Regions from separate parts of the Mus musculus genome. Here regions 1, 3, 4 and 5 are each linked to region 2. The links are chromatin contacts, called in public HiChIP or PLAC-seq maps. All regions are on one chromosome and are shown on one strand. Each heading gives the region's core, a stretch centred on a gene start, on an enhancer-like site or on the middle of the called end of the contact. The rest is flanking DNA. Distances are from core to core; before and after follow the strand shown. Region 1 overlaps Auts2 (autism susceptibility candidate 2). Region 2 overlaps Auts2 (autism susceptibility candidate 2). Region 3 overlaps Auts2 (autism susceptibility candidate 2). Region 4 overlaps Auts2 (autism susceptibility candidate 2). Region 5 overlaps Auts2 (autism susceptibility candidate 2).

What was found. HiChIP or PLAC-seq counts read pairs in DNA pulled down with a chosen protein or histone mark.
Region 1: a contact with region 2 is called in an H3K4me3 HiChIP or PLAC-seq map of neural progenitor cells, with 4 times the contacts expected there. The contact joins two enhancer-like sites. A contact is called at or near these places in 3 of 484 Hi-C or Micro-C datasets (cerebral cortex, epidermal suprabasal cells and olfactory sensory neurons), 13 of 115 datasets of contacts at active chromatin or transcription factors (cardiomyocytes, craniofacial prominence, embryonic basal ganglia and 10 more) and 1 of 9 other capture datasets (embryonic stem cells).
Region 3: a contact with region 2 is called in an H3K4me3 HiChIP or PLAC-seq map of stem cell-derived neural progenitor cells, with 2.5 times the contacts expected there. The contact joins two enhancer-like sites. A contact is called at or near these places in 3 of 115 datasets of contacts at active chromatin or transcription factors (epiblast stem cells, large pre-B cells and stem cell-derived neural progenitor cells).
Region 4: an H3K4me3 HiChIP or PLAC-seq map of forebrain shows a contact between it and region 2, with 5 times the contacts expected there. The contact joins two enhancer-like sites. A contact is called at or near these places in 2 of 484 Hi-C or Micro-C datasets (the C10 cell line and brain), 12 of 115 datasets of contacts at active chromatin or transcription factors (craniofacial prominence, embryonic basal ganglia, embryonic forebrain and 8 more) and 1 of 9 other capture datasets (embryonic stem cells).
Region 5: a contact with region 2 is called in an H3K4me3 HiChIP or PLAC-seq map of embryonic limb bud, with 4 times the contacts expected there. The contact joins two enhancer-like sites. A contact is called at or near these places in 11 of 115 datasets of contacts at active chromatin or transcription factors (craniofacial prominence, differentiating embryonic stem cells, embryonic basal ganglia and 8 more).

Annotation. Positions count from the first base shown.
Region 1 is chr5:132,193,240-132,199,443 of GRCm38.p6, forward strand. The region is part of intron 2 of Auts2 (autism susceptibility candidate 2); the gene reads right to left. Among named protein-coding and RNA genes, the nearest start is that of 4930563F08Rik, 320 kb to the left of the region's middle. Within about 2 kb of position 1,977, at least 36 of the 459 cell types and tissues checked have an H3K27ac peak or open chromatin away from gene starts, as enhancers often do. A contact at or near this core is called in neural progenitor cells and olfactory sensory neurons, where this site is marked.
Region 2 is chr5:131,534,393-131,539,827 of GRCm38.p6, forward strand. The region is part of intron 5 of Auts2 (autism susceptibility candidate 2); the gene reads right to left. Among named protein-coding and RNA genes, the nearest start is that of Gm29681, 120 kb to the left of the region's middle. Within about 2 kb of position 3,584, at least 172 of the 459 cell types and tissues checked have an H3K27ac peak or open chromatin away from gene starts, as enhancers often do. A contact at or near this core is called in craniofacial prominence, embryonic basal ganglia, embryonic forebrain and 5 more, where this site is marked.
Region 3 is chr5:132,302,596-132,308,870 of GRCm38.p6, forward strand. All of the region lies in intron 1 of Auts2 (autism susceptibility candidate 2), which reads right to left. Among named protein-coding and RNA genes, the nearest start is that of Auts2, 240 kb to the right of the region's middle. Within about 2 kb of position 4,621, at least 7 of the 459 cell types and tissues checked have an H3K27ac peak or open chromatin away from gene starts, as enhancers often do. A contact at or near this core is called in stem cell-derived neural progenitor cells, where this site is marked.
Region 4 is chr5:132,131,827-132,137,515 of GRCm38.p6, forward strand. The region is part of intron 2 of Auts2 (autism susceptibility candidate 2); the gene reads right to left. Among named protein-coding and RNA genes, the nearest start is that of 4930563F08Rik, 250 kb to the left of the region's middle. Within about 2 kb of position 4,280, at least 15 of the 459 cell types and tissues checked have an H3K27ac peak or open chromatin away from gene starts, as enhancers often do. A contact at or near this core is called in forebrain, where this site is marked.
Region 5 is chr5:132,157,420-132,163,568 of GRCm38.p6, forward strand. All of the region lies in intron 2 of Auts2 (autism susceptibility candidate 2), which reads right to left. Among named protein-coding and RNA genes, the nearest start is that of 4930563F08Rik, 280 kb to the left of the region's middle. Within about 2 kb of position 4,087, at least 41 of the 459 cell types and tissues checked have an H3K27ac peak or open chromatin away from gene starts, as enhancers often do. A contact at or near this core is called in craniofacial prominence, embryonic basal ganglia, embryonic forebrain and 2 more, where this site is marked.

The DNA of each region.
Region 1 (6,204 bases), core at 727-3,226, 660 kb after region 2:
AGTTTTGTCCCCTGCTGTAACTCCTGATTTCACATTCCCAAGAGGAAACGCTCAAAATATAAGGAAAAGGTTTAAAAGGCACAGTAGACATCCAAATATCCAAATTCCTAACAACAAAAACTGGGGTAGAAGGCTTCTCTGAGGCAAAAAAAAAAAAAAAAAAAAAAAAGAATCCAGGCTGGAGGATAACCTTTCTCACCACCAAACACAACGAGGTGGTGTTTTACAGTTGTAACTGTTAAAGCAAATGGCTTTAAAATGGAACAAGGGTCTTTTAAATTAAAACAAACAAACATGTAATTTCATTGTGGGTAAACACATACCTTTGCTGTCGGTGAAATACATATGATCAGAAACAACAAAACCAGAAACAAATCCAAACAGAAGGAAGCATTTTTTTTAAAGCTGCTTAAGCAGATATACTGACAAGCAAGAAGTCCTGGGGATGTGGCTTGGTTTGTCGAGCCCTTGCCTAGCATGTATGAAGCCCTCGTGGTTCAATCTCCAGCATTACATAACCGCATATGCTGGTGCACAATTGCAATGCCCGCAATTAGGATGTAGAAGAGTATCAGAAGTTCAATACTATCTTCTGCTACAGAATAAGTTTGAGGCCAGGAGGCCATCCTGTGCGATGAGACCATGTCTACAAAGAAAGAGATGCACGCACACACACACACACACACACACACACACAGTCATGATTTTTCCATCTTACCATACCCCCATCAGAGCTTAATTGTACAATTGGTATGCCCATGTTTTGAACAAGCAAATGAATGAAAATTCCAAGAAGGAAGGATGATCAAATTTACATAAAAACCTCATTTCTAATTTTGCCAGTTCCTAAAAGAGTAAGTAATATAGAAAACCCAGAGTCAAAACCATGGCAGGCGGTCCCAGGCGAGTGAGGACACATGGGGGTTGGGAGGAGTATGTACAAAGTCCACGCTAGAGGTGAATAAAGCTGTCTTTATTAACAATTCTATCACTGTATACAGGGAATACATGCTAACGCAGGTACTCACTTCCACCCTAACCACTGGTAACAGTATGTTACAGGAAGGAAAGACAACAGTTCTAATAACAACACTTCAGATACAACCAAAAGGTATTTGTTCCCTAAAACGTCATGCCTGAGGAAAGAGTAAAGTAATGGTCTCTTGTATTACCAGAACACATGTTGTAGATCATTTCAACACCCAAGCCACCTTGTAAAGTTGATCTACACATGAAGACTACAGTCAACAAAAGAGAACAAAAAATCTAACTTCTGATTAAAGCAAGCTATAAGTAAGGAGGGTGATCAGTTGTTTCAGAACCAAATGTAACCAGTGTGGGAACAAATACCCCAGCTCTCTATTCAGCCTCTAGCTGCAACCAGCGGCCCCTGCTACAGCAGCTTCATTATTGTTCCTCTTCAAAGATCGTTTCCTCTCAAGCACAGGGAAGGCACCTTCCCCTTGGTTCACGATAAAGTCAGACTCAAAGCTCTAAAACTCAGGTTTCACCCAGGAATCCTAAAGCCAGAGAAAACACATTCACATTTAACACTCCTGGGCTCCTCTGCTTTCAGAGTCCCTCGGAGACCTGTCAACCAGAGACCTCAGGGAGAAGAAGCAGGCTTCCCTTGGGAAAAGAAAACATACAGACTTACCTTGTCTGTGTACTTGAACTTAACGTAGAACCAGCTTGACTTGATCATCCTCTCACCTCCTGCCCTCAGAGCAGAAAGAGTCAGGGGAGGAAAAAGGGAAGGAAAAAAGCCCACTGTGCAGCAGCGTCCACAAAGGATTCTTTCAGACTCCAAGCTTGCAAGGGATGGAGATAGACGGAGAGGAGGAGGAGCCAGAGGAGGTAAACAGGAAAATGCACTGTTTCCAGACTGGTCCTCTAACTCTTTATATCCCCACACACCTTCCCCAGTGCCCACAGCACTGACTGATCTTGCTCCGGAAACTGCACTCCAGACTGCTTTGCCAAGCTGCCCGCCTCTCCCTCTGAGTTTCTCTCTTGGCTGGCTGACAGCAGAATTCCTCAAATGGACTTCAGCTGTCTTCATCGCAAATGGCACATGTCAGTAAGCAAGGGGCAGGCCCTGGCCTGGCACCCTCCCAGAAGGCAAGCCTCAGCTTCCCCTCCTGCCTCTCCAGGGATGAATAATGATCTCCAGCCCTCCCCTCGGGACACAGATTAACACCTGGCCAAACATTATTCTGACAGAGCCCCAGTGTGGGGAAGAGGCTCTGTCTCCGCTTTAACTCCATCATGGCCATAGTAAGAACTTACCCCTTGGCTATGGAAGACTCCTCCACATTAACACAGCCTAGTCTCAGTAGCTCTTACAAAGTGACTCAGACTCCACTTTAAGGCCTTCAGAAAAGTCTTTCTTTCTACTTCTTCTAGCCACTGATATAGCTATTGATATTCTTCTAGAAATATTATGAGCTTGGGAAAAACGGCTGCCAGTTTGCAGGTAACATTTTTTTAAGAGTCGAAAAAAAAAGTATCTTGGGATTTGTTATATTCCTATCATTTAAAATTTGCCAAGTTTTTAAGGGAAATTATGAAATAGCATTCTGTAAGAATAAGCACATGGGGTGTGTGAAATCATATGTGAGCATGGCGTAGCATATGTAAGCGTTAGGCACCTGATCTCAGAATGCTATGAGCAATGAGCTAGATATACTCAGATTCAGGGGAAATGGTAACTCTTGAAACAATTTTTTAAAAAGTCAGATGTGGTGCATGCCTGTATCTCTAGCACTCAACTGCAAGTTTGAGGCCACCCTGATCAACAAGCAGAGGCCAGCTTGAACAATGTAGTGAGATGCTGTCACAAAGTAGTAACAATAACAATGACACGCATTCTTCAAGTATGGTGGTACACACATTTTTTCCTACATCTCCACAACCCAAAAAAAAAAAAAAAAAAACCATGTATTTATTAAAAACAAAATAATTAAGATCTGTTCTAATTTCATTTCTGTTGCTGTGATTAAACACCTTGGCCAAGGTGTCTCAGGGGAGGAGGAGGTTTAGTCAGCTTGCAGATCCAGGTTACAGTCCATCACGCTGGGAGGTTGAGGAAGAAAGTCAAGAGGCTAGGAACAATATAGTCACTATCAATGGCAGGGAGAAAGGAATATCAGGGTACTCACTTCATCTGCCTTTCTCCTGTCCTATACAGTAAGGAAAAACTGCCAGGAAATGGCTGCGCCCACAATGGGCTGAGCCCTCCTATATTAACTAACAATCAAGACAATCCGTCATTGGTATGGTCACAGGCCAACCCAATCTACTTAACTCCTCAGGTGAAACTTTCTCCCCAGGTCATTCTAGATTTTTGCAATCTGAAAGAGCAGCAAGTGTTCTTAACTCCTGAGCCATCTTTCCAACAACTAAACACACATACACACACACACACACACAAACACATGAACACAGATACACACACATGCACGCTAATGAACACAGGTATGTACATATGCATACATTCACACACATGTGCTCATACATGCAAAAAGGCAGGCACATATGCATTTACTATTTTAGGTATTAATATCACTAAAATCCTATCCTAAAAATAAATCAAAGCCCTTCATCCATCAGTCATAGTAATTATAAACCTACCCATGATGATGCAGAAATGGCATCTGCAGAGCACCTACACACTGTACTTTCTATAGACACTGACACAATCTTCTTTGAACTTACTCCACAAGACTGTGACAGTAACAGATCTCAGTGGATCCTGATTTGAGTTAACTGTGTGCAGATATACAGCACACAGGAGGTGCAAGAGAGGGTGTGTTAACTACTTTGTGGGTGCTGTGATTAAAATCCCATGACTGAAAGCAACTTCAGGAAGGATTTATTTCATCTTGCAGTTCCAGAGGGATGGGGTCCATAATGGCTGGGAGGGCCTGATTATAGCTGGCTGATCATTTTAATCCATATAAAGGAAGCAGAGAAAACAGAGGAAGTGGGATGAAGGTATAATCCCTGAAAGCCAAGTGATGAACTTCTGCCACTAAGGCCTCACACATCCTAAAGGTTCCCCTATCATCATCATCATCATCATCATCATCATCACCATCACCACCACTACCACCATCTCCTCTCTCAAAACAGTACACCAACCTGGGACCAAGTGTTCACATTCATGAGCCTATGGGGACCATGAATCGCTTATAATTTATTTTATGTGCATTGGTGTTTTGCTTGAACATATTTCTGTGTAAGGTGTTGGAACTCCTGGAATTGGAGTCACAGACAGTTGTGAACATCCCTGTGGGTATTTGGAATTGAACCTGAGTCCTCTGGAAGAATAGTCAGTGTTCTTAACCTCTGAGCCATCTCTCCATCCACAGATTAATCATTTAACTGACCACAGAGGGTCTGTGGTATTTACACTCGAATCCAGGCCTCTTGCTTCCATGACAACTGTAGGTATCGAGGAAAGCACCCAGCATCCAGAACAACCTCACGGTCTTCCGTCATATCCTCTCATCGGTCTTGCCTTTGGCCCTCAATATCTCCCGGAAGTCCCTTCTCCACTATCTCACAGTGCCCACGTGAAGTGGATACAAGACACCAAGCTTGCAATCTTCTTAGTACTGTCATGGCTACATGACTGTTGACCAATGACTTCTGGGCACCACCCTCTTACTTTGGGACCTTTTGCCAACAAGTCACCAGGCAAACTCAATCACAGTCAAAGCCCCACAGTTTGGCAATATGCATGGCACAATTAATGCTTCTTTAGTATTTTCAGGGTAGTTGGAGAGATGGCAGGGAGGAAAATCCAGTCTGTTACCAATACCTGGGGGGTAATGCCACATAAATGAAGACTTTATACTCCAACCTCAAACACAGCTGTCTAAAAATGGACACTATCACTGAAGCCCTGAAGAGTGATGTAAAGAGTTGGATTTCAGAGCAAGGGAACAAAGAAAGCAACTAGTAAATGCACTGAGGGGTTAACACTGAAAGGTCCGTGCAGTGCAGAAGCCCTATCAATCCATAATGCTATTAATGCATGCAGGGTTTGTTACTCTCAATGGAAACATGGGAGACTGCAAAAGGCCAGTCAGTAACAAGGTCCTGGGAGGGCAGAGTGTCAAGAAACTAAGCATAGATCTGAGGCAGGTGGTGGTGGCTGACACTGGCAACATACCCTGGAAAGGCAAGTAAGGCTAAAGGGCCTTATGGCGAAGAAGAGCAAGTGGTTCAGTGCTCCCTACCTGGCAAGGTAGGGTGGGGAAAGGAGCTGACTACCTGCCCTTAATGACACAATGACAAGAGCCAGGTGTGGTGGTGCACACCTCTCATCCCAGCACATCACTGAGCTCTGGGCCAGCCTTGTCTACAGAGTGAGTTCCAGGACAGCCAGAGCCACACAGAGGAACTCTGTCTTGAAACAACAACAATACAAGGCAAAACAAAACAAAAAGACACACACACACACCCACCCACACACCCAATATACAGTGTCTATATGACAGATGGGCATCTTGTTTGAATGTCAATTTCCTTGTGGCTCCTCATGTTCTCCTAAAAGATACAAGTCCTCCAAAAGAGGGAAACAACAATGAAAGATTCTAAAAATGCGGATGGTGTGGAGGCTAGACTCATGCAGAGGCCTCATGAACACTGTATCTAAGGAAGGATACTGAGACTTAATGAAACACATCACTATCTAACCTCAACTAGCAGGATCCTTTTAAAAGCAGGAACAATACCCCCATGTGGTCAGATACTAATCTTAGCAGTCATCCATTGATCAAGGACACACAAAAGTTAAGAATGGGATAATACTTTTTGATGCATGCATATTTTATTAGCCTTTCCTCCAATACATATTTAAAAATAATCTGTAAATCAAAGGGAACTATGAGCCATACTTAGCATTCTGATAAAGGCAGCCTCTCACAGGCGGGAAGCGTCCTTGACCAGTTGTCACAGAGAGGAAGTCCAGAGGGGCACAGTGGCTTTACCAAGGCCTCACAGCTGGTCCATGGCTCAGGTGGGTCTCTGAGGTCCTCTGGCTCTCTCCTGCCCCTCTATAGGGAGTTCTTCTCTCAGAAGACAGGTGAGACTGGGTATGACTGCCACTATGCCAATCACCTGAGGCTCAGTGACTTATCTGTGGAACAGTGGGAATCAGTAAGAGCATGAAACTGCCTCAGAGTCAGGGAAAGA
Region 2 (5,435 bases), core at 2,334-4,833:
TTGATTTTAAAGATGTATTTGATGATCCCGAGGTTCAGTGTTTGTCACGGTCACCAGGGCCAAACTCAGTGTTTTGGATGAGAGCTGACCCTATTTAAAACCTGGTCACTTTGCCATCTCTCATGCTTTTCAGGGATCATGTCAGCTAGTTATTATACTGGTGTGAGGGAAGGCAATGCGCCTCTTTAAACAGAAAGACTATAAAGTCAGCTTAAATTATATACTAATGTTCTAGGGAGGAAATGGTGAGCCAGTTTGATGAAAGAGACGGTAATATTGCAGGATTTACTGCTTCTTTCTAGGACGCGGAAAACAGGTAAAAATTAAGAAAGCTCACTCTTCTTATTTGAAGATACCACTTCGACCTGTCAATCAATGGTCAAGCCACACTCATGCTATGTTTGACCTGTGACCCCTCTGAGAAAACTCTGATCTTTCATGTTTTATACCAAGATGCATACATTTGACAAAGCAAGGCACAGAATGTTCACTCTATATGGGATAAAGAAATGTGGGGGGTAGGGGTAAGGGAAGTTGGGCTGGCTTTGGGGGACAAAGAAGATATTCTATGTAGTTTTCCAAGGCCACATTGATGGAGATGAAACATTTCTGCGTATAACTGAGGGAAATGTTCCAGTTCACAAGGCCAGGGATATAAAAAGACCTAGCCTATTTTTATTATGGCTGGCTCTCATTTATTTTATTCTAATCTTCCTTCTATACGGTGGTTCAGAGGATTAATAGGCTCAAGGGCAAAAAATATACAAAATAAGTATTCAATTGCATTCACTCGTGAAAAATCCTACAGAGATAACCCCTCTGCTTTTGCAGTTAGAATAAAATATACACAGAGCTTTTCCTGACATCATAAGTAACACTAAACAAAATTATATTATTAGAGTAGCATTTCATAAAAATGAGCCACAAAGAAGGTCCCGTGGAGGGTGTTCAGCATTAAACAGTTCAAGAATATTAAGTTACAAAGCCTCACTGATCTGCACTGCACACAGAGACTCGTGAATCTGAAAAAGCACACAGTGGCACCAAAGGTGTTACTATTCCCAAATCATAATGAGATTTCTATGTCTTTCTAAGTCTTGCAGTCTAAAACTTGGCAACTCAAAGAGTTTTCATCGTCCTTAAAATGATGTGAAATACTCTTAGAATGGTCACTAGCAAGCCTCGGCTTCAAAACCAAAATGGAGTTAATATTTTTTGAAAGAAAGGGGGAAAAAAAAAAAAAAACCTACACACATGCACACGAGAGCAATATTCTGTCTCTTCTGTTATGTTACAGAACTAAAATAACTGTTAAAAATGTTGGGGTTTTTCTATTACAGTGAGTCTAATGGGCCTAAAGAAATCGGTTTAAAAGAAAAAAAAAAAAATTAGCTGCTCTTCCAAAACTGCAAGAAGAGAGAGGGAGAAGCAACTTGTTAAGGCTGCATTTGCGTGGCTCTAGGTATGGGAGCCAGAGCTGGATTAGGCGGTAGGCGGCAGCCCCTGTGATTCTGTCACCTTTGTGAGCACCACTAGGCTCTGAGTATGCTCTCAAGTAGATAATGAAGTGACCCTGAGGACCTGATGATTCTGTGACCAATGGTTGTCAAGGAAATATGTCTGACGGAGATTCAAGATGCTTGGAGCGATGCCTTCTAATGGAAGCTTTTTGAGCCCTTCAATTTACTGGCATCAGTCACAAAGTGTTGAATTGTCTCCTGTGCCTTGCTTACAGTCAGGGGGTGTCTCAAAAAGGCCTCCTTTGGAAAGGCAAAAAAACACCAAAGGTACATGTGTCTCGGTGCCTTGGTTTAAAAAATAAAAATAAAAATAAAAAAGGTCCCTTGTTCTTCCATCTGGCCTCCTGGACCATCTTCGTCCAAATTCTTCAAGTAAGTCTCCCAGGCAAAGCCTTGATAGGTGCAGATTCCATGTAGCTGCTTCAACGGTCCTCAAGTAATTTTCCTTCACTCAACAAGACTGAAAAATCATCCATACAGGGTGGGCGTGATGGCTCAGCAGGTAAATAGGTTTGTTGCCAAATGCAACAACCTCAGTTGGATCCTCCATACTCACTTAAAGGTGGAGGGGATCACTGATTCCTGCAAGTTTTCCCTTCATCTCTTCATATACCCTCCACATACACACGTATTTTTAAAAAATCGTTTGTACATATCGCTGGGCGCCTTAATCGTGGGGACATTTTCATTTCGTTGCTTTTAGAAGAAAAAAGTGCATTTCTTTCTATAACTTGGTTCATTTCCCTAATTTTTTTTCTTTTTAAATTAGCAATGAGGACTGCAGGTGCGGTGGATCTAGTGGCAGACGCATGGATGCCTTCCCGCTTCTCTCCAGCAACCATTACCTTTAGCCGCACAGAATTTAATATCAGTTGCTATTTCATTTCCTCACCTCGATTGGCTTTGATGAGTTTTATATACACTTAGAAGCACAACCTAAAATTCCCAGACAAACATGCTCTTTGGGGCATTTTACGGCAGGGTGGGTACTATTTGCCTTTTATGTCAATACTTTTTATGGTCTAGAAGCTGTAGCTGGCGTAGAAGGAAAAGTTGGGTAAAGCAGTTTGGTTAAAACAAATAAAAATAAAGAAATAAAAAATTCCCGTGCGCACGGGTGGGTCCCAGATGTTTGAAGCTGTACCCGGAACCCCTTAAAACTCAATTCGCTAAGGTAGCTCTCCAAAACGGCACCCGCAGGAAGAAGGTGCAAAGACAATTCTCTTAGAAACTTAGGCGCGGGTGAGTTCCTGCACCAGCTAGCTCTCCTTTGCTTCCCCGGGCTCCGCGTGCGCACAAGCGGGAGGGCGGGGACCCGGAGCTCAGCCCAAGGACAGTGACCCGTCAGCAGGCAGCGCCGCTCCAAGGAGCCCTTCCTAGCCCGAGCCGGTGCGGGCATTCCCAGCCTAGGAGTCCAGCGGATCTCCCTTGGGAGCTATGGGTTCACTCCCGGAGGTGGGATCGCCTCTGTTGGCTAGGGCCTCCCCCGGCAGGCACTCACGGCTCACCGGCCGAGCCCAGCCAGCTCAGGGAGCTAGGAAAGTACAAAGGGGAGCGGGGGAGGGGTGGGGGAGGAAGGCCAGGCCCGCCAGACGCCAGCAGCCCGCCTCCGTTACCACCCTGGCCCGGCTGCGGCCGCAACAAAAGACCCCTCGACCCCTGCCTCCTCCCCCGAAACCGCGGACCGCAGGCGAGCCAGCCACCCCACCCCATCCCCCCAACGGTGGTGGTGGTGGGGCAACATTACCTGGTCGCCAGGGGTTCGGCGGTCTTGTCAACCCCAAGTTCATGGTTTGAGTCCTCCGTCAGGTTCTCTCCGGGTGGATCACCACACACCACCGGGAGAGAGCAACCAAAACCCAAGGCAGAGAAAACGCCCAACTCCAGCCGGCCCGGCTAGGTCCACAAGTCTGTGTGTTTTGCTAATTCCTCTCCAAAGTCTCAAAGCTGAGGCACGCGAACCAAATCCGAACCGGATCCTAAACGGCAGCAGAGCCAGCAGCAGCAGCACCCGGCTCCTCCACGGCAGCCAGGAGTCAACGCCGCGCGCGCACATCCAACGCAGCCAAGTCCCGGGCGGGTGGCGGGGAGATGGGGAGGGGGCCCGGCCCGCGCGCTCTCCTGGTTGCTCCTGCGGGGCGCGCGGGGAACCGGCTGGCTTAAACCAGAGGCTCAACTTGGTGCGCCCTGGGGACCTGGCAGGGCTGAAGAGCAGCGGCCCGGGAGCCGCTGCCGCGGCGCGCGGAGCTAAGAACGAGGCGGCTGCGGCGGCGACAGGACAAAGGAGACCATGTGCGGAGGGAGGGAGGAGGGAGAGGGAGGAGGAGGAGGAGGAGGAGGGCGTACGGCGGCAGAGGCGAAAGCAGCTCCCCGGCGGCCGCCTCGGGCTCCCCAACAGCGGGTGCCGCCGGTACGGCACCGCCGCGGGCTGATCTGATGGGTCCTGGGCCCGCTGCGGCGTGGCACCGACACGCTCCGGGAGTCGCAATCTGCCGCGGGTGTTGCCCGCCTGCGGTGTGGAAAGCTGTGGTTGAAGCTGCTACGGGGCGCGCAGGACTAGCTCCGCTCCGGCCTGCCTCTCCCGCCTGTTCCTGGCTCAAGTGAACTCCATCAGGCGGCCCGCCGCCAGCGCCACCGGCTACCCGGGGCTGGATTGAGGGAGAGAAGGGGGGTCCCTGGTAGTGACGCGAGGACACCCCTTTCTCCCACCCTTGCTCTCGCGCTCTGGACTTCGCTGCCCGGATTGTACCGAGCGCGCCTTACTCCTGGCGCTCGCGGCTCTCGGAGCGGGACTTCTCGGCGCGCCCAGCCGGAGCCGCCAGCCGGTGCCACCGCCCCTCCTCCGTCCCGCCCCACGTGCCCCGCCCCTCGCCGCCCCTCCTCTCCACCCTGGCGCCCGGTTGGCCCCGCGGGGGCGCAGTCCCTGGGTGCGACACTGACAGCTGTGGCTCCCACTACATCCCGCCTCCGGTTGCGGACCGGCCCCTGGTCCCCATGGCGCCTTTCCCTCTACGGGCAAGAACCGCGACGCTCCGGTCCTTTTTGCAGTTACAGCTTCCGAGATTTGCTCTAAACCAAGGAGAGGCTACTAGGCCCGTAGCCCGGGGTTGAATTGCCTCTAGGCCAATCTCATATGCAAAGAGTTGGTTCTGAGATGGGGGTGGAGGTCCAGATTCTGGGCACACAGTAGGTGCACAATATAACATAATCTTTGTACTGTCTGACATGGATGGGAGGTTGGGTTCCTAGTCTAGAAGAAAAAGATCTTGATCTAACCCTCATCCCACGAATCACGGTAGGTTTCATGAACTGCCTTCCCTCTGCACAGTTCCTCAAACTATCCGACTTGTGTATACATTCACACCAGCCAAGTGGTGACTGAGGCTTCCCCTTCTATGCAGCAAACATAAAGACAGGGAAAGCAAAGTCAAAGCTTCGCTCCATGGATGGTAACTTATCATCTATCACCAGGATGTCCCCTGGAGCCAGCTCAGCTAAGCTAAGCGCGTTGGGGCAGAGATGGATGGATGGATGGATGGATGGATGGATGGATGAAATCATTAATTCGGCCCTCAGTCATTTAAGTGACTGACCTTCTACCAGAACACACAGCCGCTCTTTCCTTTTTAATCAAGTGTAAGATTCTCTCTCCCTCCCTCCCCACCCCTCTGAGTGTGCTACTTGTGTTCCAGTGCTCCATAGGACAGATGCCCTGGAGCTGTGAGTGGCCTGATTTGGGTGCTAGGAACTTGACAAGAACAAGCACTCTTAACTACTGAGCCATCTCTCCACCGTCAACACTGAAATTCTATAATCCCAGTACTTGGACAAAAGATATTAAATTTCAGAATGGTCTAGGGCACATGGTAAAAACCTTAGTGAAATGAATCAATAAATGACCAATAGTAAATACAT
Region 3 (6,275 bases), core at 3,371-5,870, 770 kb after region 2:
CCTAATGGCTTCCTCAAGTACTGTCCACACATGTGGGATACAGGGAGTGGAGGGAGGAAAGAGAGGAGAGGGGGAGGATTGAGAGAGACAGAGAGAGACAGAAAGAGACAGAGAGAATGAATAATGTACTTAGGACTACAAAGAGCTTCCCTGGGTTTTCCTCATGATTCATATACGAAAGAGCAAAAGAGAAGTTGAAAAGCAAGAACTTAACAAGATGAAAGTTCCCTCTACTTGAAGTCTTAGAAAAAATTAACACTAATAAAACATCTATAAAGGCTCTGATACATCCCAAATCTTCTTTAAGCCTGTGTACTGAACCCCAAGCGTATCTGCAAAGGCTGCGTGAGAAGCCCAGGCTGCCAGAGCCTCACTGTCTCTCTTTGCTCAGCCTTCTGCTGTGAGGATAACACCTCAGAAGCCCGAGAACAGATCAAAACTTTCCTTATCTACCTAGCAACAGCAAGCCCTGCAACTCTAGCCCACAAGGTCTGTGGAGTTTAGCCTTCCACCCAGTTGTCTTGTCAAGAAATGGAGACCTAAAACATGGCTCACGCATATGGTAAACTATCATTTAATCTTAAATAGTAAGACAAGTTGCATCTGGCCCAGCCATACAGACCTATAATCCGAACTATAATCCCAGCACCTGAGTAGCTGAGGCAGGAGGATTTCTAGTTTAAGTCCTGGTTACAGAGTAACTTCAAGCCTTCCTGGGCCACTGAGTGAAACCTGGCTCAGGGTGAACAGTAGAAAGCAAACTGGGGATGAAGCTCATAGGAAGCATACTTGAGGCTGACTCAGGGGGAGGAAATATAGTGTGGGGACAGCTAAATGGCCTTATAAATCTGTGTTATATCATTCAGACTGTGCAGTTTTTTCTGCATTAAGTATTTTTCCAAGTAATAATAATAAAAAAAACCTCAGTACATTCAATAAAGTAGAAATAAAAAGACTGAAAGTTGAAAATGAATGAATTAGTCTCCAGGGATATATAGAATCATAATTTAAAAAAAAAACACATAATTCTTGTCTGTAGTTAAAAAACTCTTTTGGTAGATTTTGTTAATTTTTTTCTCTAGATATTCCCTAAAAGAAAACACTAAGTGATATCATATTCTATGTAGCTATTCTAGATCAACTCCACTTTTCTTTAAGATATACTTGTAGTTGGTTTCTATAAAAAGGTACCCTTGATAAATATTTTGTAATAAAATGATCTGCACTTTAAAATGATGTTGTTTCTAATGTCTGGACAAGTAAATATTTCTACTTATAGAGAGCAGATGGACAGCTGTCATAAGTTAGGCTGGCAAGGATGCTGACAGAGGTGCTGTAAGAAGTGTCACCAGAAAGATCTTGGGATGACCAACCTTGCAGCTTCACTGAAGTGATGGGCACACCCATGCGACAGAACAACAATAAACCACACGTACATTTTATTCTCAGTTCAAGGTATCTTGGATTCCCCTATACCTTTTGTGATGCTCGCTTTTAATTGGCAGCAAGACACCACTCAAAGTCACCGGGGAAGACTATCTCCATGAGGAGTTGCCTGGATTAGGTTAGCCTGTGTACATGCCTATTAGGAGATATTTTAATTGAGTTAATTGGGGTGGTACAAACCACCCTGAATGCAATCAGTGCCAATCTCTGGATTTTAACCCTCAACTGTTTTAAGGGTGAAAAGGCGAGCTGAGCAATAGGCACACACTGTTAGCCACGGCCATGTCATTTCCTGAACCCAGTCCATTTTGTTGAGTTTAACAATTCCTACAACCACCGTAACATTTCTAGAACCAATAGAGTATGTTTCTCTAGGTGCCTGCCTTCCCCTCCCATGGATCCAAGAAAGGACCAGCTAGGAAAGATGCATGCTGACTGCATTAACATCTTACACTACCCCTGGAAAAAACAAACTGCACTCCAAAACAATGAAACTGTTCAACCTCCTTTCCTGTACCTCCCAGCCCCATTAACTCCCTCTGCTTGTAAGCAGAGAAGAGTCCATGGATCTTCCTGTGTCCAACACTGCAGGTTGTTCTCCCAAAGGGGCCTGCACTGGTGAGAAGGCTCTTGTTCCCTCCTCTATCCTTCTTTCTCAATCGCTTCTCGCGCATGAACTGCTTATTCTGTTGACTATGGCTGTGATTTGCCTTTTTAACCTCCTGCTACTGTGACTTCCCCACACTGACAGACTACAACCTGGAGGGTGAAACACACAAATCTTTCCTCCCTTAAGCTGCTGTTCTTACAATATTTGACCACAGCAATACAAATGAAACTACCATAGCGATTTCTGGGATTTTTTTTCTGGCGAATCTGAAATCGTATCAGAATTTAGAATAAAAAGTCTACACTACTTGTCAGAATTTACAGAGTAAGTGGCCACCAGCCCTGGGAGCCTTCTTACCCGTCTCTCCTGTGTTTCTCTGTACTGTGAGGCTTTATCCTTAAGATTACCTAAGGCCAACGGAGTGGAAAAGAAGAGTGGAAAGTCCACTTCCAGTGTAAACAGGGAAATCAAATAAAACAGCCTAACTCAATTTTACACACAATTGAAAATCAGTCATGCTAGATATCTGATTTATCTAATACTCTTTTCTACACGTTTTTTTTTTTTGGGGGGGGGGAGGGGAGCAGCAAGACATGAGTGGGGGAATGGGATGTGAATTTCTCTAGATCCCGTGAAGTGGGAAAAAAAATGTAATCCAATAACTATTGCCATTGGAGAAACACAGGGAGCATAGAGGACAACAACAGGGTTTAGCTAGGGGCAATCTAAATCACATGGCTCTCTATAGGTGCTCCCAGGAACCTAGGAGTCCTGAGCCTCTGAGCTCAAGGGAATCAGACAATCTGCTATGCACATGCACAAGCATGCATGGACACACACAAGTCCTCCCTCTCCCTCTTCCTCTCCCTCTCCCTCTTCCCTAGCTTCACCCCTCCCCCTCTCTCCTCTCTCATTTAGTCACAGCCTTTAAAATAGAACAAACATTTAATTCCCTTGTAAAACAGATGAATGCTTTATAATTTACTAGCAGCTGCTGGCAGGAGCGCGCTCTGCTCTCAGATTCCTATTAAGCAAGCTGAGACTGATTTATTAAAAGCTCAGATACATCAAAACAAATGACTGAGACATCATTATACTACTATTTACAACCCCTTAATGGGGTTATGGTTAGGGGCAATACAGTACAGCCTGCAACCAGCATCCTTACTATTACAAGGAGTTGTTTCCCTCGGGTGGGAAATCAGGTAAAACCATCCAATTCAAGGATAAGGAGAGCAAACTACAATGTATGACAACACTTGTGAACGTCTCTAATCGGCTACACACTGCCAGTATTTATGCTATACATCAGTTTCCCCCATCTCTATGCAAGTTAGATGACTTCTCCCAACTTTTACTCTCTAAAATAAATCTATTGGCAAGAAGAAGATCTTTACAAGGTATAAAGGGAGCAAATATTTTCTATTCTAAGAGTAAACTTGTAAGTCCTCCTTCCTGGGACAATGACCTTTTGAACAACAAATCAAACTGAAGGAAATAAAAAAATGTAAAGAAATAACAGCAAAATGAGGCTAGCTAGGTAAATAATCAGAGATATGTAAGTACTGAGTACGGTGCTGTCTTCTTTTAAGAGGCTATGGAGGAACCACCTTCATACTACACTCTGGATACATCACACTCCCACTTTCAGACTCCACGGTAGAACCAAGTTCTTATTCTAATCTGAATTCAATTCGCTACAGAAAAAATGTACGTCTTCACCATGACCTACCAGCAACCACAGAATCTTCTGAGGGACTCTTGGGCCCAGATATCATGAATGGGTGGGTGAGCTGTTTGATTACTTTTATGAGACTGGGTCTCAGCACAGGTTGGCCTCAAACTCACTGCTTGGGCAAGGATAACTTTGAAAATCTAATCCTCTTGTCTCCACCTCCCAAGTCTTAAAATGATGGCCAAGTGCTGAGAATTGAACCCAGAACCTATAGGCTAGATAGGCACCTACCAAGTGAGATCCATCTCCCGCCTGTGAAGCCTTTTGTACTTCTCAAGGAAAGGATTTAGAGCTCATCTCCCTAAGTGTTTGCAACACCTCAGGCTGCAGTCAACCAGGAACAAAACAACAAGTCAAGCTTCCTTTGAAGAGTCTATTGCTTTGTAACTTGTCCTCTTGACATAGTATCATCTAACAGGACATATGAAAGACACATTTTTCTATTGTTTGTTTATTTTGAGAAGGGATTGCAAGAAGCCCAGGTGACCCACTTCTCCAGGAAACCTCAACCTGGGAAGGTTTCCTCCACTTTTCAGAACAGTACCACCAGCTAGGAACCAAGTTTCAAACACATGTATCTGGTGGGGACATTTAACAATCACGCCACAATAGGAGTGGAATGCAATGGTCAATGGGATATAAGAAATTCCTCCAGGCTACTGGGGGGGATGCTTTCTTCTTGGAAACAAAACGAAAACCAAACAGAAACCAATGAACAGAAACTATAAAGATCCCTTTTCCTGGCATCCTTCCTTCCTCTTGGAGTGCACAAAGATGTTATTCTTGGAATACTGTGTAGGCAGCCATCCACCTTACAACTGGGATGTTGTGAATGAAGTCTACCACACACTATGAACAATAGAGGGAAAGAAAGAGTGAACAGAATTTAAATGTGTGTTCCTTGCAATATATGCCTTGATGGTTCTGGTACTTTTTGTTAGAAAACATTTAGCTGGGTTTTCCGTGACTTCAGACTTCCTGGTTGTCTACAATCCTATTGTATCCATTTTACAACATGAGTGAAACAAACTTCTAGATATTTACATACCCGGACCGTACTCAGAGAGGGTCCTGTCCACAGGCCTGATGTTAGGTAGGATGTAACCCAATTAAGGGTCACATAGAGGAACACTTAAAATGAAGGCCTCTTAGTGTAGGGCTGAAGTCATCTCACAAGCCTGAAGCAATCAAAAGCCCCAGGATACTCTAAGAAAGAGCAGATCTGTCAAGCCAGGGGCACAGGGATGTGGCCTGTGTGCTTGGAAACCCCCAGCGTTTCACCTAGCCAAATATTATGCTTCTGCTTTTTAAATATTTCCATTTAAATGTAGATTTTGACCTTCTTGTCAATGAAATATTAATATGGGTATAAAATATATATTCCATCTCTTTAGTGTTGGTCATGTTTCCTCTCTGCTGTCTTGGTATGATTTCTGAAAACTGATGGAATCTTATCTGATGAGCCCCTCTATACCAAACACCTCACTGAACTTCTGAAAGCGACAAGACCACATCCCACTCAGGCATATTTGATGTTGTCTGATTTCCTAAAGTGAGATTATAGCGGTACTGACACATCTCTTATAGCAACAGCCACATCAGCACTGGACTGGTAGAGGTAAACCCATTCTCAGCTGAGAAAGGAGGAGGGGTGGGAGAGAGGGAGAGGCAGGCTAATGCTGCTTGTACTCGCTCCTTTCCTAAGTAGCCTACATTAATATTAACTAGGGTTTCCCATTCTTTCTAATAACTACAGCCTACTAAGTACAATGGAGAGGTTTGTTTATAAATCACACATAGTTCTACTACTTCAATTTTATTATCCTCTTTATTCAATAGACCAAATGATGACTAGGGAAGTGAGTAGTGGAACAGGGACTAGCCAGTGTGTGGACATTTGCTCTATTACGTTCTCTTCATGCTTAATCACTCTCTCGTGATACAGATATACTATTCAACAAATCACTTCCCAGAGCAAAACAACACTGGCCTTGACTGCAGAATAAAGACCTTTATTAAAGAGTTGAAAAGTCTAGGTTGAGTTCTCATGATCTCAATGTTGACTATCCTGCAAATGGCTTCAGTCGTCTGAATCTATATGTCCTTATCTCCAGAAGGAGGGACACAGCAAGTGTCCATATGCAGGCACAGTCCGATTACCATTTGAGTTAAGCCATCAGAAGGTTCCCCTATGGGTAAGGATCTCTGTCTTTACTGGAATGTGAAATATCAACAGTCTACCTATATTGAAAATTCTGGAATTCTGGTTTCTTTAGAAAACACAGAAATAATACAAGAACACGTTTTCATTTGACTCCCAGGTGCGAGGACATCAGGCTGCTTTGGACTGTCCACAGCAGCGGACTGTGATTTGCCTCATGCTCTAGCAGTAGCATGGTGTTGCTAGCTGCAGTTAATTTCCAAGATTGTGTGACATTTGGAATTCTGGGAAGTTTTCAAAGGATACATGAATGAGAGAGACCT
Region 4 (5,689 bases), core at 3,030-5,529, 600 kb after region 2:
CACTTGTTACTTACAATGCTTTAGGTTACAGGTACCTTATCCCTTCCAGAGAAAGAACCACCCAATCTATGGAAACCCATATAAGGACATGTTTTCTCACTGGCCTCAAACTGTGTCACATTCTTCTACTCAAACAGTGCAGTGGCCAGTGGCCTCAGGAAGAAACACCCAGGGTTGATAGGATGTAATCAGCCAGTCTACTTATACAGCCACATAGACAAGGGTGCTTCCCTTGTGAATGAGAACCCTCAAGCGAAGTCAGTTACAGAGGGAGTGTGACAGTGTGTGGGCGGCCGAGCCCTGGAATAATCTATATTTAAGCTCTTATCTTTTATAAGTCTTATGTGTAGGTGTGGGATTTCTGAATACTGTTCACACTTGTCTAAAATTAGTATTCTTATAACATAAACACCATGCAAGAGCACAGTGGGATGGGTTGATCATCTCAGGGTTCTGATAGAAAGCAAGGCTTTTGTATGACTATTGAGGCTGCTCAGTTGAGTACTCACATAATTAAAACAGGGGGAAAAAAACCAGACCCCACAAGCTTCTCACTTGAAGGAAACAACTCATCTCATGCCCTTGTCTACATGAGAAGGGTGGAGTTGATCCTATGAAACAAACAATGACTAGCCTGGCCTCTTACTCAAGGACAAGGGTTGAGTTGAGTTGAGTCTTTCAGCACTTGTATTAAACTACGGATTAAAGCAATTGGATGACTATCTTGTACTCCTGAGCACTGTATAGTGACAAAAGTATGTGTCTTCAAGTGCATGTATGTATTCTTGTATATATGTGTACATGTGTGTTTCTGCGTGTGTTGTGCAAGCATGTATGCCCTCATGTATGTGTTGTGTGTGTATGCATGTGTGTGAGCTCATCAAGGTATGCATGTATATGTGTGTGTTCACTTGCCTATTAAAGTATGTGTGCATTTGAGAATGTACACATGTGTATGCCCTTGTCCATTCACATACTCTCATGCACATGTGCATGGTGGCCAGAGGTTGGTGTCCTTGCACATCTCCTGTGAATCACATTCTTTTGAATCAGAGTCTCAGTGAACCTGGAGCTTGCTGATTTCACCTAGATTAGCTAGCGAACAAGACCCCTGTTGTCTCCCCATCACAGGAGTCACAGGCGCACAGCCATGAATAGCTTGTATGTGGCTGCTAGGTAGAGAACTCAGGTCCTCTTACTTTCACATAATGCATTTTATCCACTGAGTAAGCCACTCAGCTCCTTATGTATATTTGTTTTCTTTTCTGTATGCATCACCAATACAGAATGCTTGAACCCAAGTATGCACTATCCAAAAAATACCCTGCTTTTCATCTTTAAGGTACAAAACTGAATTTTAAGAATTAGACATTTTAAAAATACACACTCACAAAAATATATGGAGGTTCCTATGGTACTTCAGCTGAGATGTCTTTAGGATATGAGCTAACCCCCAAAATGTTCACTGCGCTCCTACAATGCCTAAATCTAAGTAAAAACCAACCTCTTCATTCACAGAAAAAAAAGAGAGTGAGACATGAGAACATCTATAAAGCAGGCAGCAGGTTATGGCAGGTGACCCTAAAATAAGAACAATTTTTGCAAGTGTATACACTCAAGACATAACAGATCAGCATCATATTGCAAACATATCACAAGCACTCACAAATATAAAGGGCAAATTTTCCTTGAGTATACTATGCTGGAACAGACTTGTCATGTCAGCATCTGGACAGCTGAAACAGAGGAGAGAGAGTAAAGCCAGCCGGGGCTATATAGGGAGTCAGTCTCCCCACTTTGGAAACTCACAATGATGAAAGATGAGGAAATAAAACATGGGAGGACCTTCTCTTTAAATGTCTAAATTACACAGATGAAAAGAGGCTGCAGATTCAGCACAGCCCCGCCCCCTCTAGACTGCACATCCACCTCTATGTCTGAGCATACAGCTATATGGTACTATGCACAGACACAGAGCGGGAGCTTATACAGAGGGTAGATATGCATTATCCTATTTAGCCAGAGGACAGGGCAGGAGAGAGTAGGGGACATGATACTGAAGATCTCAAGACATGCCAGCATCTGGACAGCTAGAGCAAAGGAGAGAGAGGGGGGGAGAGAGCAAGGCCAGCCAAAACAGATCAGCATGTGCATCCAGAGCAATGATAGCTATGGAGAAGTTCCTGAAGAAGGCACAGGGATTTCAAGTAAACTGAGAAGTAGACTCTTCCACAATGAAGTGGCAGATTGAAATTTTAACGGTATGAACATGTATTAAAAGGGCAGTTTAGGAACTGGGAATGTGGCTCAGTGGTTAAGGGCTTGCACTGCTCTTGAAGAGGATCTGAGATATATTCCCAGACCACAAGGGATATGTCATCCTCTTCTGGTCTCCCTGAGTATCGACACACATGGGGTATGTAAGTGTACACACACACACACACACACACACACACACACACACACATACACAAATAAAAACATAAGTTATGATACCATTAAGGAAATCTGTTGATCAATAAGGATACAGATGAGTAAGTTTAAGAGGCTCATATAATGAATGTGCAAACACTGAAGCAGAGAGTGAACTTAAAAAACTAAGATGGAGAGAAATGAAGGTGGAAGAGAAAGAAAATGAAGCTGTGTTGATGACCGGGATAGAAGGGAAGGAGGAAAGGAATCATGGAGAAGGAGGGAGTGCTCCAGCCCTATGGGAGGATGGGCTCTGAAGAAAGAGGAGAAGAACAAACCTAGCAACAGATCTAGATCAAGCCCAAAGGGACCGATAACATGACAGCCTTGCTTCCACATTACAGGAGGCTTCAATGACCTCTAAACAGCTATTTTAGTATTAAAAGCAAACAGCTCTGAAGGCAATTAGAGTGTGTCTTACACGCTCTAACTTAAAACAGCAAAAAAGAGAAAGAACATAATTTCCCATATACCTTTGAGGTTTACAGTGCCTGGATTAGGTAAAGAAGCAGCTAAGAGTGCCTTGGTTATTTGACTAATGACCATCTTGTTTCGACTATAGGGCAATATACTCTCTATATTCACTACACTATTTCTTAACCTCCCAAGGGAGCAACAACAGATTCATCAAGAATGCATTCTCTCACACAAGGAAATCTGTAAAATCTCTCCACACTGGATATCCAAATTTAACACCCGCCTTCTGTTTTTACCCAGCATCTTAGGTTGTTAAAGGCATTGCTATCACATTCTTAGGTGACCACATGTTAACTGTAGACAGAGCACAATGAAGTCTAGCGTCTACACTTGATAGCCAGTAACACAGGACCAGATTGAGGACTAGGAGGTAGTAAGACCTGAGAAACATGAAAAGTGAGAGAAGAGTGCTAAGAAAGGTGCTAAAATATATGACCAGTAAGAGATACTAACACTAGTTAAACCACAAGGATAACCCAGCCAAAAGAAAACAATAAAAGACAATCTTGGGGAAAAACAACCCTAAAAAACAACATATAAGAAACAGACATACCCACAAACATGAGTTGTTCTCACTGGTCATATCAAACTAATAAAGCTACTGTCCTATGAAAGAAAGGCTCCTTGATGAGCCTGCTGATCAGACCTGTGGCTGTAGGGGATCTCCTTGGTTACTAACTGATGCAGGGGCTCACTCTATCTGACACCTTCCTAGGCAGGTGGTCCTAGACTATGTAAGAAAGCTAACTAAACTCAAATCCAGGAGCAAGTCAGGAAGCAACATTCCTCTGCACTCTCTGCCGCTACGTTCCTGCCTTGAGTTCTTGCGCTGACCTCTCTTGCTAATGCACTGTGACCTGGAAGTGTAAACCAAATAAGCTTCCCTCCTAAGCTGCTGTTGGTCAGTGAGTGTTTTATCACAGCATCATAATGAAACTACCATAAAAACTAGTACGACGATGGCAGAAGTTTAAAAGAGCCAAGTTCTTGGCATCTAACAGAGCTTCAACTAGACAACTCCCTCTCTGTCTCCTGTAGTTTCTTTCCTCCCTTAATTCCAAAATAAAGAACTCATCTGAATGTCTATTAACATACATTAAAGAGGACCCCGTGTTAATGCCTACTTCCTTGAAAATGCCATCTATCACCTCCTAGCTATAAAGCTCCTCCTAGCCACACACTCACGAAGCTAGGATGTGCTTCCAACTCTAGAATAAACGCACTAAAGAGGATCTGCCAAAAACCAAGTTGGCATGGTATAAATCAAGCACCATCTACAAACAGCCAGAACGTCCCATGCCAAGCTGAAGAAAATTGCCTAGCTAGATCTCCAATTAGGCATTGGAAGCATCCACAAGCACTTCCTCTGAGTATACTATTTAACATCCTTCTGCAAGGCCAATCTGCATCCCATACTGTTAGGAGCCAAGCCCACAGAGGCTCACAAGCAGCCCCTGGGCCTCTCTGCCCAGTTCTATTTCACAGTGCCAATGTCAAAGCACTGGTTGCTGGCTGTGACTAAGACCGGGCAAAGGATGTGGAAGGCAACACATGGAGGCTCCAAAGAAAGGAAAGTGTTAGGAATCCGTGGCTGCATCTGAAGCTGTACTCACCACTTTCTAAGGAGGCTGCTCCCTTGCAGAAGCAATTGGCAGTAGACAAAGGATGTCCTAGGTACCACCCAGAGCTCTGTGTACCACACCTGCAGCTGCAGGGCCTGTCAGCTGTGACTGATCCTCTGCAAGCTGAGCCAGCACATTAAGGGTCTGGCAGCTGACAGGGAAGCAATCCTTCAGTGAGAGAGAGGGGACAGAGTGCTGGGAGGTGGCACTCTACACGCCCTATCCTGCTCATTGTTTTCTTGGCCTGGCAGAGGCTGATACGTCCTATATTTCACTTATCAAATGCTAAACACAGAGTGCTGGCTCAGCTTCCTGGGGGAAGGAAGGGGTGAGTAGTTGAGGGAAGAGGAGGGGTGAGGAAAGGAGAGAGAGGAGGGGGTGGGAGGAAGTGGACAAGAAGAGGGGGAAGGAGAAAGGAAAGGGAGGAGAGATAAGAAGAGGAGGAAAACAGAAAGGGAAAGAGAGCAGGGAAAGGGGGCCAAGACTGACTATTCTTTTGATCCAAGTGGAACCCCTGTATCATACCCAATTATGAAATGACCAGTGATACACACTGGAGCAACAGGTGGATGCAACACAAGACCAGAGGTCAGGGTTTCAAAATTTCTTTCTCCCAGCTTCTTGTGACAGGGATTCATATAGCTCAGGCTGGCTTTGAATTCACTATGCAGACAAGGATGACCCTCAACTTGATTCTCCTACTCTCAGAAGTAAGACACAGATCTCCAAGCCTAAGAGCCACTACTCTGCCATCATCAGAGCAGATGTGAATAACTGCTAGAAAACATCAAGAGACCTATTGGGGCCAGAGAGAAATGGATCTATAGTCTGTGCTCTTAACCACAAAGCACATATTACTCTTGAAGGGGACCCAGGTATGAATCCCAGTTGAATTGCAGGTAGAGTAGCTCAGAACCCCACTTGCAATTCCTCAAGGGAGTACCTGCTCTCTCCACAGGTATCGGTACACTCTCTTGTGCACATATTTTCCCTTCCTCCCTCTCTCCCTCCCATCTGTTTCTCTCAGGAAAAAAAAAAAAATCAGACATGCCAATGTTCTTTCATAGAAATCGGGGGGGGGGGGGGCACTACAATCTTACCTTAGATTCCAGCCACTC
Region 5 (6,149 bases), core at 2,837-5,336, 620 kb after region 2:
ATACAAATGCACACACACACACATGAATACATACATATTTTTTAAAATCACAAAAGGGTAAAAACCCATTTCTATATGAGCCATGAAGGCAGCTGCCCAGGTAATAGGAAAAACAAACTCATGGAAATAGTCTATCTTGGGTCATCTTCATACAGACTTTTACATGTTCAAAAGACTATACTGATACTGCTCCCCTAACAAGAGCAAAAATCCCACTTTTCAAAAACTTGGAATTTCAGCTTTATAAATTTACTTTCATGCTTTCTGTTCACTCTGCTGACGAGTTTTAAACTTAGGAGATGTGGTCAGATTGCAAAGCAAAGATGAAGTCACACACTGAGATGGACACGTGGATCTTCCATTGCTGCGCCCTTGGAGCTTTCAACGAAGAGACACTTGGGCATCTTTAAAAGATACAATCTTGAACACGTACGCTACTGGAGATAGGAATGGGGAGATTTATGACGCTGAAAAGTTAGATGAAAACTATCCGTGAATACACCCACACACACTCATGACATAACACACCACGAGGATGGGCTATAGAACGTGTAGTGTTTGATAAGCAGATTGTAGAAGAGAAAAATAATTACTTATCGAAAACACAAATACGGTATAACTTTATGGGAACTACTGAAATCAACCACAGGGCAGGAGAGATGACTCAGTGGGTAGAGGTACTTGCTACAAGGCTGAGAAAACAAGTTCAATCCCAAGGACACACATGGTGGAAGGAAAGAGCCAACTCTTAAAGTTGTCCTTTGATCCTTACGTGTATGTCATGATGCATGTAGATGCACACTCAATAATAAAGGCAATTAAAAATAAAATACATCTTATTTAAAATTAAAGTTGACATAAATATTGGTTCAGAAAATAGAAAACAATCTTTCTGGACTCTGATCCTGTGGAGTTTTTTGGGTTTCCTGTGTGCAGGCCTCTCTGTGTGTACTTGCTGCTTCTGCTTTTACTGTTTTGTTTTGTTTTGTTTTGCTTTCTCTGATTCCTCTGTTATGTTCGGAGATGCCTGTTTATATCCCTGTTTGTTTTCTAAAGGGAGACACAAGAAGGCCTGAAGTTGGATGGGTGGGGAGGTGGGGAGGATCTGGGAGGAGATGAGGAAGGAGAAACCATGATCAGAATAAACTGTGTGGGAAAAAAAATCTATTTTTAATAAAAAAAAGGAAGCTAGCCACAGCAGAAAATATCTTTCTAACTAACACGACACAAGGTTAAGACACCTAGCCCATGATAAATGTGTACACAAAATCAAATGATCAATAACGGGAGCAGGACAGAGCATGAACAATTCACAGATAAAATAAAACGATCAATAAGACATAAAAAAATGCCTACTACTTCTAGTCAACAAGAACTCCAGTACAAGAAAGTGATCACCCCCCCCCCCAAGCATGTATAAGAGGAAAAATGAATTGGATAACAGAGAAGGTACAGGAATATCGTGAGCATGAAGAGTAAAATTCACAAAAACCAGGAGGTAACGTGGATCAAGGGTTTTCAAAAGAAGACTTAAAAATAAATCTTTCTTGCCTATGTGTATGATGTATATGTATATGCATGTCTGGGGGTGGGGGCATGTGGATTTACATGAACCCAATGCATACTTAGGGGTTAGAGGACAGCCTCAGCTTCTGTCCGATCTGTAGTTTCCCTTTGTGTACTGCAGGCTGGTGGCACACAGGCTTGTAGAGGTTGTCCTGTCTCTGATACCCACCTTGTTTAGGAGCACTGTGATTATAGACACAGACTGCCGTAACCTACTTTACGTGGATTCTAAGGATCTGAACTCCATCTTCAAACTTGCAGGGTTAGGGGAGGGTTTTACCTACTAAGCCAAGTCCCCAAGTCCATGTCAGACATTTTGAAGGAAGACAGGCAAATTGTAGACAGTGTCAGTATAGCCTTAAACCCATTTCCTCTCACATATGCTGGTGACCTTGTGCTAAGAGTGGAAAATTTTCAGGCACATTTTTCTCATCATTAAAATAGAGAATTCCTAGATTATGAACAACATAAGAACTGCTATGCATAATAAGTGTAAAACTATGTAAAACAATGTTACAAGCAATATTCCATGTCAGACTGACAGGCTCTAGGGACTGCCCAGGAGATTAACTCCTGGCACGTCAGTGAGGAAATCTCTAGTCTGAGTTAACAGAAGAGAGAAGATTTACCCTGAATGTGGTCAGCAGCACCCCACAGCTGGTGACCTGGACTGAATCAAAAGGAAACAGTGACTGAGCACCAGCATCCATCTCTCTCTGCTTCCTGCCTGTGGATGCCATATAATCAGCCGCCTCAAGCTCCAGCCATTATGCTGTCCTCAAACTTTGAGCAAAACAGACCTTTTATCTTTAAGTTGCTTGTGTCACTCATCTGATACAGTAACAACAAGAAAAGTGTAATAATGTACTACAGGGAGTGGAGTGGATTGATAGATTGAAGAAATTGGATCCACTGACACTCCTGTTGCCACCACATACACATGGGAAAGAGGCTACAGAATGAGGGCAGCCTATTAATTCACAGGATTAACAGAACAAATAAAGCCGAAGAAAAATGCTACACAGAAACATACCAAGTATTAAGAGTGGTTATTAGGTTATTAGGAAATTACTTTCTACAAAGAGCTGATATTTCTGTACCTAGAAAAGCAATGGTTATTTAAGGAGAAAAAGTAAAGTATCTTTTTGTTGTTGTTGTTGTTGTTGTTGTTGTTTTTATCTTGTAACAACACCTATAATAAATAAACTAGGTTTTATCGGCCCTAGGTGGAGGAAACATTCCAATATAACTTCTAAATTCCTATCCTCACCTAGGAACCCAGTATAGCTATATGAAATAGTGCGTGTAAACTAAGCAATTAACCAGTTAGGGACCTGTCTCGGTTGATCCAGTGCTTGTCTGGGTTTAGTCCCAGGGAAAATGGGTGTGGTAGCACAAGCCTGCAATGCCAACCTTCACTTGGGAGCCAAGGTAGGATGATCAGAATTCTTAAGGCCACGGGGCCACAGGACTGCTAAGGTGGCTCAAGAGATAAAGGTGCTTACCTTCTAGCCTGATAACATGAGCCTGATGCCGGAACCCACATAGTAGGAAACAAACTAACTTCTGCAAACAGCTCTTGGACTTCCACATGCAATGCTGTAGTACTTACATGCAAATGTGCACACATGATACACATGCATACACACGATGGATGGATGATGGATGGATTGACGGATGGATGGATGGATGGAGGGTTTAGAGATAGAATTCAGCAGTTAATGGCACTTGCTATTTTTGCAGAGGACTGAGTTTGGTTCTCAGCATCTAAATTAGGCAGTTAGTGAATGCCTTTAACTCTAGCTCTCTGCTGTTCTTTTGGGTCTTGCTACATATCCCCTCAAAGACAAATACACATAAATATTATTTCAAAAAATATTTAAAAACAATAAGTAAATGTAAAAATGTAAAGATATAAATTAAGTAATATAAATACTATTGCACCCAGTCTTGACTATAATATGAAATTTAAAGGTGGCCTGGGTTATATGAGATGGTCTCAAAATAATTTAAAATGAGCCATTAACACTGCACAGCTTGCTCTGTGAAATGACAGTACCTAAGCCAAGATTATCAGGAAAACTCCTACCTTGGATTCAAAAGTGGAAGGATAAGAAAAAACAAGCCCTTAAGGAAAAAAAAAATCTCTAAAACTCACAGCCATGTTTTGAGTAGAACTTCAGAAAAAAAAATGAAGATGTTCCTGAAGATGGACTTTTGTGAGGCACCTCACACTGGACATGATGTACAGGTTTGTCATCACAGTGTCCCCAGAAGTTTCCCTACCCTCCCTCCCATCATCTCTGAAATCCTTAAGCAAGGCTGGGTGAATAGCAGAGCCACACACTTGCTCTATGAAGGTAGCACACAGCAGATTTCTTTAGACTCAGACAAGGCAGGAGAGGGCGTGTTGGAGGGTTGGGTGGGAAAGATCATGGAAGGAGCTCTGGTACCATCTGTCTGTGGAGCAGGAAGAACACAACAACAGCTGGTGTAAGAAGCAGCAAGATGTTGGGCCTGGAAGTGACAAGATGGGAAATGACAGGAAGCAGCTTCTTGCTCCTCTGACAGCAAAGGAAGCAGGCAGCAGAACTGCAGTGTTTGAAAACCCCCAGATGCTGCCGTCTTCACATCCCAGAGCTTTGTTCAGACAACATCTGAAAGCTTGTCTTTCTTCCTTCGAGCACTCTCTATCAAACAGTCTTCTCTCCCTCCGCCTTTCTCTCACAGGCAATGTGGAATGAATTTAAAGACACACTGGGGGGAGGGAGGCATACAAATAGCACCAATATGAGCCTCTGTGAAACTTTCAAGAAAAAAATGTACCACGTGTTCTGCTTCCTGTCATTTGTTAAGTTAAACTACAATTGGGCTTGAATCCAACTAAGGAACAGAGGAATAATTAACACAACTACTGACAGTGGGCAGTGTTGTGGGGCAAGAACACTCCATAAACCAAGAGACTGCAGAGAAAGGTAGGCCAGGCTTCTTCAATGACTGCAGCGACTGCTAACCAAAGCGCTCACGTGCTTCCATTTTAGACTCTAGCTTCTGAAGTCAGAACACAGGTAATGGTATATACAGGCTGCATGGCCCAAAGGCAGAATTTCAAAAGACTTACCATCTGATGTTAATAAAATATTCTGATTTAGAGTGGTCCCATCTGCCGAACACATAAAACCAATTCAGCAACAACTGTGCCACATGCACATAAAATATACTAAAATTACAAAGTAAAAACCTTTAAATTGTATTGGACACCACAGGTCACATTTCAGAATCTCACTGTTTCAGGCTCCAACAGCCACAGTCCCGTCCTGAGTGTGCACAGCTGGTATCCAGGCCTCTCCTTTATCAGGCGAGCTCAACTCCGAGGAGCCAAGCGGGTTACCCTCCAGTTTTTCAAAATGCTTTGTCCCAGGGATGGTTGTGTGCAGTGCTAAGTAATTTCTCTGCTTAGAAGTGGATCCACCCTGACTCTAAGTGAGCAGCTTCAGAAGATAGCACCTTCTAGATCTTCACAGGAGAACCAGTACCAGGAATGCAGTCTGACAGATCCTTTTACCATCTACTGGTCATGACTATTCGACACGACAATTACATTTTGAGTTGGAGACAATGAACTTATACTACACATAAAATAAAAAGTACTTTAAACATGCCTCACGTTATAAGTAAGACAATGTGAAACTGGAAACCAGAGCCTTAAGACAGATGCTCAATCAATGTTCCACAAACAAACAAAATAATCTTTACAATAGATTCAACATTCAAATGTGCTTCTGAGAAAAACTCCAATTTGATACACAACATTGGACTTTATTGTCCTAACTCAGTTTCAGTTTCCTCTTCTATAAAGCAGACTAAGTCCATTACAGAGTTTATAGGTGAACTAACTGAAATAAACTGAAATGAGACCAGTGTTTTTAACGCGCTGCTTAGAAAATGACACAGACTCAAAAGAAGCTACACATTATTTGCTACAGTTCTTCCACTTTCAATTGCAACACAAAGCCACTAAAATACTTGTTGCATTGTTAATAAGGAGATAAGAAAGTCATCTGCTTTCTAACCTGTTTGCAAATCTCCTCAGTTCTAATTCACTTAACCGGTCCAAGCCAATCACCCTTCCCCTGGATGTCAGCTGCCTGCTGCTCTTATTTCTATATGACTCCTTACCCTCAACACAGTAGCCTAAGTGATCTTTGTGACAAATACACATACAGGGGCTGAAGATGTGGCTCAGTTGGTATAGTGTATATCTAGCATGCAAGAAGTCACCGGGATCCATTCCTGGAAACATATAAACTGGGCATGGTGGAACAAATCTGTAATCCCAACACTGCTGATTCAGAAGCAGGAAGACCAAGAGATCAGGGACATCACCAAAAGTAAGGTGTGTGTGTGTGTGTGTGTGTGTGTGTGTGTGTGTGTTAGTTTCTGCCTGTCTCTCGGTCTCTGTCTCTGTCTCTCTGTATCTCTCTGTGTCTGCCTGTCTTTCTTGTCTCTCTCTGTCTCTGTCTCTCTGTGTGTGTTTGTTTCTGCCTGTCTCTCTGTCTCTGTCTCTCTGTCTCTCTCTGTGT